Regions from separate parts of the Gossypium arboreum genome. Here region 2 is linked to region 1. A link is a contact called in public Hi-C data. All regions are on one chromosome and are shown on one strand. The core of a region is the stretch at or near the end of the contact, and the rest is flanking DNA. Distances in the headings are between cores, read along the strand shown.

Region 1 (5,737 bases), core at 127-2,626:
CAGTAGAATGGCATGAAATCCATTGGGCTTGGGATCCGACACAAGATTGAGAAGCTGCTTTGGAATTTTGGCCATGACCAGACCAGTCAACACTGCCGACATTTGTTGGAACAGCAGGGGAGGATGCACCAGCAGAACTGATAAGGAAAAGTAGCATAAATATATATATATTGAACTCCTAATGGAACATCATCTATATAACTGTTTCATATAAAATAAATGGAACAGGCATATCCACACCTCCTCACACTGTATATTAACAAATCCCTCGTATAAGTCAGTTTCTTTAACAGGAAATGACTATCCTGATAATTAATGGTATATTCCTAGTGGACGTGGAGCCAGTTTCCATCCTCTATTGGTCCCACCCTTAAAGGTAAGTAGCCACATAACAAGGTAATTAAGGACTTAGCACGTAGCAAAACAAGCATAGAAATGATAAACGGTATCATTTCTAGATCATCAAGGCTTTTCTACTCTGCTCTTCCTTTACATAACTTGAAACTAGACCAACAATTTTTGCAACAGTAAAAATACCCTCATTTATTTCGGGTCCTTAATAGCTATTTAAAAATTACAGCTTCAAAATACATTTAGTTGAGCTTGAGAGAAAAATTGAAAAACAAGATAGAAGGGATGAAATTGAGAAAAATTATAAATAACCCAGTGAACCGTCAAAACCAAAAACTGACTTTAATCTTTTCTTTTCAATTTTCTTTTTCCATTTTCGTGTTCGAGAGAAAATGCGCCTAAACTCAAAATTAGGATATCTTTAGCCGAACCCATCCTCTCATTACTTGTTCCTCACTTTCCCGGCAACCAAAAACCTTTCTTTAACTAAATCTCAATAATTTTCCACTCTCCAGGACAATTAATCCCTCAGTCTTCTTCTCGCGTCGCTTTTCCCGGCAGCCAAACACACCCAATAGAAACCTAACCTTATCCCTAAAATTCACACAGAAGAACAGAAAACAAACCCCCACTTTCACCTGAAAAATGAAGGATTGCGAAAGAAAACCCTAATTTGAGAATTGAGATGACAATGGGGGAGGGAGAAAGAGAGGTGAGAATTGGTACCTCGCAGCAGGTGTGGGATCTATGGTCCCACCAGAGCTAATAACCTCTTCTCTCATTGCAGACCCTTCCCTCCTCTTCCTTTTGGCCTAAGAAAAAAGTAAATGTTACGGCAATAATTTGATTTCGAAAGCAGAGACCAAGTGAGTCGAACTCGAAACCCGAATAATTGACATTGTCAGCTGCCTTTTACATCGTGTATATAGTTGCCAGACGCGCGTAACGCGAGCGTATGGGCTTCAATCCTTAACCTCGCTTTTACTTGTTTAGGCCTTCATTTTATTTTATAAGCAAAAATTAGGAGGATATCAACGACACTTCAATCTTCTTTAAAGGCTTACACGTTTTATTCTACGAAACTTTGTAAAAATAGTTATGTGATAAATATAGAAAGATATTTGGGAAAAAGAATTAAAGAAAGAAATAAAGTGAAACAACAGATTTTCTTTTGCTTTTCTTTTCCCCATTTTATTTATTCACAAATTCAGTTGATAGGAACATCACATTTGAGGCATATTATACAGAAGCAAATATATAGCTGGTATGAGTATATAGTAGTGCCTTCTTTTACACAAGCTTAAGTTTCTAGCAACCTCTATCGAAGAACAAGATAAATATATATTTTTTTTAATAGCCGCCGGTGACTGACAGTTCGCCCAATAGAAATCAACGGATAGCGCATTGCGACTGGGAATGCCCGTCATTGGGTGGAGAAGACCCAGCAGCACACCCTGCAATCATTGAAGGACTCAAATAAAAACCCAAAAACAAGGAGAGTTCAAAATTTTTGTCATTACTCATTGGTGCATGCTGGGAATATGAAAACATTAAACATATAAAAAATATTTTAAAAAATTAAGCATACTCATGTTCAAACACATACAATATCAACAACACTCTTGCTCAAGTCCAACCAACATATTATCTCTAACCTTAATTCAATGTAAATTTGTATAGATAAAGATAAAATCCAATACCCTGGCATGCAATATGATGGAAGGTAGATTTAATACAATTTATTTTGATTGTTGCATCATTCCAACAGAAATTAAATTTTCCCAACTGCTAATTGCTGACATACTCCAAGCCATCCACGTTAAATTCATACTGTACACACTTGAAATAATTTTGCAAAAGAGTCAAGCCTGAAGCTATCAGAGGATAACCTATATTTCCCCTAAAGAAGGGATAAGATTCCACTTAGCTAATGGGATTAACATCTCTATGTCTTAGTCCAGCAAAAATACGTTGAATCTAGATTCTCCTTCCAATAAAAAAAAAATCATAGGAGGATAGGTGATTGACAATTCAGAAGAGATGCACGCTCTTGTAGATGGAACGATATACTAACCATCCTTTTCTTCCACTTTTCCTCTGTCTGTAGTTGTCCAAACAATATCTTTTAGCCCAGTAGAGAGATTATTATAGAACTGTAAATTTAGGAAACAGTGTTATTTCAAGGTAATATCAAACCAAAGAGGAAAATATATATATCAGGTGTACTTAGAATCGGAAAACATCAAATTGACATGCTTTGCATGGCTTTACATGACCATGGTTATCAGCAAATTATTAAACAAAAGTGCCCACTGCATTAATGATACAGCACTGACATTAGGGTAATACCTTGTGAAATTCCAGGGTATCCCCTTCAGACTTTCGAAGTTCAACCATGAAAAGGGAAGGAGCCACCTGAAAAATCTGAAAAAGAAAAGAGGCAGTGTCAGGGGACATGTTATAGATAGGATCATTAATAATCATGTTCAATCAATTTCAGACAAGGTGAAACTGAAATTATGCAAAAACAATTATGACTGAGACAGAGGTACCTCTGTTGTAACAGCCAAATGACCCTTGCGTCCAGTTTTTTCTCCTAGAAGCTTCATCTGAGATGGGTGAAAAACAGGGAAATTAAACTGATTTTCTAGTCAAAGTTCTAAACTGACTACACATCATCTCAATTTAGATACATCAGAGTCTCTCTATGCAACACTCCAGTTCTATTCGAAAGAGCTTGATACCAAGACAATTACCAAATGGAGTTGGTGACAAACACAAACAAAAATGGAATCATGTTTAATATGTGTCCATCAGAAATAGCATCAGTGCTTCACTGAGCAGGTGTAGACTTGTTAATAAATGATCAAATATCATGATTAGCAAGCATGAATATTAACTGCAAATTGATCCATGTAATTTTTTGAGACGATAAACAGCAGTCAAAATGAAGAGGCTGGGTAGAGATTAAACCTTGTAGTTATTTTTCTTCACACCAAAACCCATGGGCATTGCAGTTTTTTCTATTTTTGAGATTATCTCATTAGCAGGACATTTTGATGTGAATCTTGTTTCCCGTTTAACAAGTCCCTGTAATTAGAGGAAATTGCAACCACTTTAACTTTCAAGGTTATGTATTTTGTAAGTTGACGCATAATCCAAGACTTCCACATAATGGAACATATTCTATTAGATTTGTCGGTCTAAACTTTTTGTATGATCGTATCAGTGAATATCAACCACACTGCATCAAGAACTAAAATTTCATTTTAAGCAAAATAGGACCAGTAAACAATGGGATTTAACAGGTGACTTATCAATGACATGCCTCAAGACCGTTAAAACACTTTATGCACAACTTCAGAGTTCAAGAAAATTCTAGTTCATGTCTACCACCAAAGGGGCTTTCACTTCACTGGATGAATCAAAATGTGAGATTCTCCAGGCTGTTTCCCTCTTGTGCTTAATATATCACATAGAAAGTCACGTATAACTAGCTAACATACCATTTGCTTCTCAAACAGACTACTGAGGTTGAGACCCTGCGATGTTGAGATAAGTTCAAATGCATTCATAGTAGCAGGTACGAAAGACCCTTCTTCACACAGTTCAACAAGGTTCCGAGAATCCTGCAACAAAAATCATGCATCCAGATTCATTTTATTGCATCAATGCCACAAAACCGCATTCAGTATGTGAAAAACACAACTCTTACACTTGATTCGTTGAAAATGGCATCCACATCATCAAGACTAACATCAGCTCGCTCAAACCTAGGTAGGATAAATCCTTTCTTAAACCACTCATTCTCAATAATCTCCGCAACTGTTATCCTCTGGTTCAATCACAAATAATGAGTGAAAATCATATCCAAGAAAAAACGGGTTAATATAATATTTGGCCCCTAAACTCTGAGATTGTACCACATCATTGAAATTTTAAAAACTATATATAAAATCTAAAACTTAATAAAAAATATGATGACATGGCACAACATCAGAGTGCCACATTATCATACTTTTATGAAATCCAAGCTCAGGGATCAAAATAGGAAAAGCTGTGAAGTTTACCAAAGTGGTAAAAAAAAAAGTGCAGGTACCAAAATGGACCTAGTTGCTAAGGTCAAAGGCCAAAAAATTGCATTGACCCAAAAAAATTAAAGAGAACGTCAAGGCCTGCAACCTTTGGGGGAAATTGAATTAAAAATGCTACCGGAAACAAAAAGAAATTGAAAATGGGAGAAAGAAAGCATTGAGCAAAGGGCAAGAGACAAGAACTTACTGTTAATGGATTAGGATCTAGGATTCTCTTGATTAATTTCTTTGCACTTGAGGAGAACCATGGAGGACAATCGAAGTCAGCCTTAAATATCTTCAGTTACATAAACTTCATTAGAGAAATCATTTTAAATGCAGAAGACAAAATCATTAATCAGCATTAATCAGCAGTATCACAGCATTGTTGTGCGTAGATACAAACACAAAAGTTAACTGTTTCTCTGAGCTTATTTGTGTGCACATTAACTTTTCTTACCGACATTTCCAAGGTACTGTCCTTTCTGGCTATGACTTAAACTACCTCTATGGACTAGTGATGGTTTCCCAAGCCAACTACCACAGATAACTTAGACTTTCAATATTCATTTATATTTCTTCAAAACAATTCATTTTATTCTTTAAAGTAACAATAATGATTGAGGAAGCAAATGCTGGCTAACAATAGGGATACTGGAATATTGGGTCCAAATCAATATTTACCAGGAGAAATTGATTATTTTCGGAATATGATACCGTTTGATTCTTCAATTAACTTATGCCAATGGTGACTTGATAAGTAATAACACAACAGCTTTTACTTTGAAGTAAAAGAAAAATAACTCTGAAAGATGAGAGAACAGCCACCTTTTTATATAAACCCATTAAATTGGGGTGCTCAAAAGGCAAGTAGCCAGCCATTAAGACAAAGAGTATCACACCACATGACCAAAGATCTGCCTTAGCTCCATGATAGCCTTTATTGTTGATCACCTAAAAAGTGATAGCACAAACAATAAGAAACGCTAATGGAGAATAAAGAAACAGAAATTTGTTTGAAAAAAAAAAACAGACGTACCTCTGGAGCAACATAATTTGGTGTTCCGCATGTTGTATGAAGTAACCCGTCATCCTATATGAAGATTGTTTTAAATTATTTTATCAGTGTATTAAAAACAGTTGCATGATAAATAGCCTTCCGCCAATGTGGTAGGCAATGGAGAACCCAAATGTAATGCACTTTTGTGGTCTGCCATCTTCTTTTGCTGACCACTAATTCCTAGCACTAAAGCAAACCAAAAATCCCACACATGCAAAGTGGCAAAGCGTAGTATAATACAAGAAGGTGCAAG
Region 2 (5,473 bases), core at 813-3,312, 300 kb after region 1:
CATTATCAACATTCATGGATTGCTTTCACTGGCGATCCCAACCAAGGTTTTGCTTCCATAGGACACAGCACCGAGATTAAGCTACAACATGTAACAAAATTGTTGTTTGGTCATCAGCTTTCAAAAAGCATGCTATCTTCTTCCCCTTGACCATTGTGCTTGACTGCTCTCCCTGATCAATGCAAAATGAACTTCCCCTTGACCCTTGTGCTTGACTGCTCTCCCTGATCAATGCAAAATGAACTTTGAATTCAGAATAGATGAATAGATAAACCATATGAATGCAGATCCAAAACTCAAAAAAGGAATGAAGATGCTAAGGCATGCTAGTTAGATTTCAGGCAGCGCATGCATTCCGAGATGTTTCCTAGCATAATCATGTTTGCTCTCCCCTCTAATTCACAATGAATTATACAAATCAAAACGATCATAATAGAACCAGAAGACATCAAGATTCAACAGCATATTTATATTTTAAAACCATATATCTAAAGGACTAACGGTGAACATAAAGCCGCTTATGTAACAAATTAATCAGCATAGACAAGTATTTCAAGCATGTGAGAGTTTTACCGTTGCAGGGTATCAAAAGGAGTTCATCTCCAAACAATACGTTCTTCTCTTAATCAGCATCTTCGCAGCAGTCCCATAAGGCTCTTCGAAAGCAGTTGATAACCAAGAAGCATCGGAGACCTCTTTTCTAGAAGCAGATTGCTCACTGGGCCTAATTGCAACTAAAGTAGCACCTTTTAATACAACCCCGTTAGGCAATTCCAAATGAGGGGCATACCAAAGCCTCATATTCAATGCCGGCACCTGCGTCCTTTTTGAAGCTGAAGAAGCCGATAATGGCTTGACTCTCAACTCCTCAAGCTGTTCCCTGTTCATACGAAGCACCCCTTGTCCATCCGCATCGGTTAAAACCAAGGTATCCAGCGTCCTATGCTCCGCAATTATCGGTTGAAGTAAGTAATGCCTTGCTGATGCTGCGATTAACGAACTAATCGTCCAAACAACCCTTAATTTCAAGCCTCCATTGGTATAAAACGACTCTGGAATACTCCCATTATCATCACCGTTGCCGGTAATGCAATTGTTGCTGCAAAACCCATCGTTGCCATACTCCGGTACTTGCGAATGCACGTCATTAATAACGGAGGCAGCTCCAAGGATGATGCAGTTATCAAGGGTTGATCCGAAATCTGCTCTCCATTTCAACAGAACTCCATCGTCAATCCCTAACTCGCCGCTGGGTAATTCGATTCGGAGGAAACGAATCTCGTTGAAATTTCTAAGCACTTGAGTAGGGGAATGGTGGGTGACACCAGTTTGGCCCATTTCGGGATCATCATCATCAGCGGCGCGACCGACGGATGAGGAAGTGGAAGGGGCGCTAAGCGTTTCATCGAGAAGGGAGCGTTTAGGACCGAGGAATTGACCCAAAGCTTGAAGGGGTTTAACAATGCCTCCGAAGACGAGACGCAAGAGGTTGGAGAAGGGACCGGCGGGACATGACTTGTCGGAGGATGAGGAAGAAGGGGAAGAATCGTCGTCGGAGATGACACAATCGACACGAACGAGAACGTTTTCAACTTGAGGGACGAGGGAATGGAAACGACGGGAGACAAGACAGCATCGGCCGAGAGCTTTAACGTCGCCGATCTTGTTGAAGATTAAAAGAAGGAGAGAGTCGGGAAGACGGTCGAAGTGATCGAGTGGCAGGGGATGGAATCTGTGGATGGGATCTGAACGAACCGGACACATTTTTCGTTTCTCTAAATGGGATTATCTGGTTGGGAGGAGAAAAGGGGTTAGATCTGGGGGTGGGCTGAGGGTAAACCTATCGTTTTTAAGGGAAGGGAAGGGAGATAGGGCGGAGTAGGATGGAAATGGAAGGATGAGATACTTGCAAGGTTTTTGTCTTTTTCACAGAGAGAGAGAGGAAGAGAGGATTCGCGTTACAGAAAGAGAAGAAAGGTGCGAACGGGACCGGAAAAAAGAACACACACAACGTTAACTTTGTCCATCTTTGTTTTAACTGCGCGGAAGCAATTGAAACCAATAACATTAATTCATCATCAATATTTATTTATTTATTTATGATTTTTATTTATTTATTTAATTTAATCATATAAATAAATAACATTTTTATCAAATAAATAATAAAGACAACAAAAGAAATAAAGGAAGCAAAAGAACTCTTAATTATTCATCAATACGATGTTATAAAACTTCCTCAAAGTCTATATTTATAAACATAAAAAGTATACAGGATATAAAATTTTATTTCTAATGGACATTAGAGTCCTAAGATTTAATAACATTTCCTCTTAAGTGTTTATTATTAGATAATGTGCCTCGATAAAAAAAATCTTGTGGAAAAAAATTCTTAGCAAAGCGAAAAAGAAAAATGTTATGAGTGAGGAAGAACTTTGGAAAAATATATTTTGATTTTTTTAGGAATTCTAACAATAATAAGCAAACTTTGATCATGGTCATTTTATAAAAATGCATATGGGTATTTTTTTATCATTTTATAATATTCCTTCAACTATTATCCATTGAGTTGAATTTACCATATATGTTCAAATCATTTCAATTTATACAAATATTTATGCAAACATATTGAACAATTTCCCAAATTTTCTTATATGTTTCCAACATTCTAAATCCTCCTAAGATTTTAATATAATTTTTACTATATGGTGATTGTAACATCCCTAAACCGTATCTATCGTCGGAATAGGGTTATGGAGCATCACTGTACAATTGTAACATAAAACATTCATTTCCAAACATTAGATAAACCATATCATAATTCAATCAAATACATGCATATCGTCCTTTATTCAAGCCTTCAAGGCCTTAGAATCACTTTAGAAACGATTCGGGACTAAACCGAAAACAATCAGAAAGTTTAGGAAAAAGTCAAAAAATTTAAACTGTAGGAGTCACACGACCGTGTGGCCAGGCCGTGTGAGTCACACAGCTGAGACACACGCTTGTGTCTCAGGCCGGGTAACAGTCAATATAGAGACACACAATCGTGTTCCAACCCGTGTCTGTGCCCGTGTAACTCTCTGACTTGGGTCACACGGCCAAGCTACACGCCTGTGTGCCAGGCTGTGTATCTTTCGAAATGGCCTCACACGCTCATAAGCCAGGTCGTGTGCTAGGTCATGCAACTTTCGAAAAGCAACCATTAACAACCTACAGGGGACACATGATCGTGTCACCTGGCCGTGTGTCACACACGACTGAGACACACGTCCGTGTCTTAGGCTGTGTGGACAAGAAATAGGTCAAAATCAAGCCTTTTCTTTCACCCAATTTCAACAAGTACCTACAAGCCAAGTAAACCTATGATCAAGGCACCAAAACATGCCAAAATATGCATAATAAGACCATTTCAATATACCATAAGTCCATTTAACCAATATGTCATTTAGGCACCTCAAACACAACCAAGCATTCATACTTACATTTGCATCAAAATGACCATGTCTCATCCAAACAACTTTAACTAAATTCCATATCAACACATAACCTAATTGACCACATTTCAACCATGCCAACACATACCATTTTAGTCGTTTAAACCATGCATCAATTTGGCAATAAAAACACCAACCATATTACCATATTTACAAGTCAAACATAACAACTAGTTCATCAAACACAAGTCCACCTATACTTGTCATTATAACCTTGATCAAGACATTAAAAACAACCGATATAATCACTAGATAGTGTGATAAATCCCTGACTAGTTTCCAACCCGATTGAGCTTCTGATAATCTGAAATGTAAGAGAAAGGTAACCACATAAGCAATGAATGCTTAGTAAGTTTGCAAATATTTGAAACATAACTTATTATTTCAATACTAAAATACATAGATTAACACCAATACTTTAAACTTGGTATAAACCTATTGAGCACCATTCAACTCACATTTGAGTATATTTATAAACATCATATACACCTTTCATTCATAACATAATAAATTCTCATAGATTGACTTACATATTTATCAACTTTTCCTTAAAATAGTGAACCATTTCATTTAACATTCTTACCATTCCATTTTCTTAGCATATGCTTAATTACTTTATTAACTCACGAATTAGTATATTTATTCATGACATAAGTGAATTCACATATAGCATAAGTAACTTTCTTCCTTACAAGTAAGTCCTTTAACTCAACAATCATTTTATTTCATCACATTACATCACAACTATGAACTTATCATTTCATTACCTATTCTCACCCATTTCATTTGTATAACATACAAGATATAAACATAACATTAACCATAGCCACAAGCTAGTGCATTTAAGCATAACTCTTTTAAAATCGATTGCACATTAAGCCATTTCATAAGAAATTACATACATTGATTCTTACCACTCTTTCATACACATAAGCATCTTTCCATTTGGTCATTTACCATTCCAATGCATATGTTAAAAAGCTAACATAATACAATCCAACCAATAGCTTGGCACAAGCCTAAGCATCATCAACAATACATGTTAACGCATCAATTCATAATCCACTTGAATTAACATAAGATAAGTCATTAAACATGAAATACCTCACTTGAAATCATCAATTTCATGAACATAGACATACTTCAATTAACATTTTCTTTTCGTTCCTTTTTCATAATTTTCATGATATAAGTCATTTGAATACTTATTGTTCTTTCCTTTTCTTACTCATCTCATTTGCATAGTACAAAATATAAATATAAAATTTACCTTATGTTTTCTTGTCATCTACAATATCATCAGGTGAATTGAAATATTCAATTCAAACTCAAATATAAGACAATTCCATCAAAATCACTAAACAAGTTACCTTGTCGAGATTTACAATAAGATGAACGACTTACGGATAAGAGTATATCGTCAACAGAAGCTCATAAGAGCTAGTCCTCCCGAACACTCCAACGAAGCTCACAAGAGTTGAACAGAAGCTCAAAAGAACTGAACAGAAGCTCAAAAGAGCTGAACAAAAGCTCATAAGAACTTAACAGAAGCTCAAAAGAGTTGATCCACCCGAATCATGCCAAACAGAAAGTATAACACAAGAGTTTGCAACAAATACTGAACCTCGATTTACTTGGGTAATATACCGATATATCCCTCAAATACCATCTCCACTCCAAACCCCCGTAATATACCAAAGCATGAATGTACTCTAATTTCACGTTCAATCCAAATCGAGTATCAAAATCAATAATATATCTCAATTTACTATTCATTATCCACAATTAAAAACAAATATATAAGTTGTTCAATGGTAATCTACTCAATAATTCATATTGAAATTAAGTTCTAAACCGTACGAACTTACCTGGCCAAATATCAGAAATGTCGAAGTATAGGGGCTTTTTGGTGATTTTCTATTCTCCTCGATTTTCCACTCGATTTGATCTAAATTAATAATTTCATTCAATTTATTATT

The links. Hi-C and Micro-C count contacts between places; a contact is called where the count stands out from the background.
Region 2: a contact with region 1 is called in a Hi-C map of leaf, with 2.9 times the contacts expected there. The contact joins the promoter of LOC108480262 here to the promoter of LOC108482925 in region 1. A contact is called at or near these places in 2 of 5 Hi-C or Micro-C datasets (both in leaf).

What each region holds. Positions count from the first base shown.
Region 1 is chr6:20,275,539-20,281,275 of ASM2569848v2, forward strand. It overlaps LOC108482925, which reads right to left and starts at 1,377. Exons shown (of 9, transcript XR_001870979.2): 1 at 1,078-1,377; 2 at 1-137. It overlaps LOC108482926 (CBL-interacting serine/threonine-protein kinase 23-like), which reads right to left. Exons shown (of 16, transcript XM_053029834.1): 7 at 5,464-5,517; 8 at 5,253-5,378; 9 at 4,633-4,722; 10 at 4,067-4,186; 11 at 3,858-3,980; 12 at 3,325-3,441; 13 at 2,904-2,960; 14 at 2,701-2,775; 15 at 2,426-2,504; 16 at 1,516-1,805. The coding sequence ends at 1,741.
Region 2 is chr6:20,576,499-20,581,971 of ASM2569848v2, forward strand. LOC108480262 (F-box protein At5g46170) reads right to left here and starts at 2,063. Exons shown (of 2, transcript XM_017783185.2): 1 at 574-2,063; 2 at 1-224. The coding sequence starts at 1,764. The coding sequence ends at 586.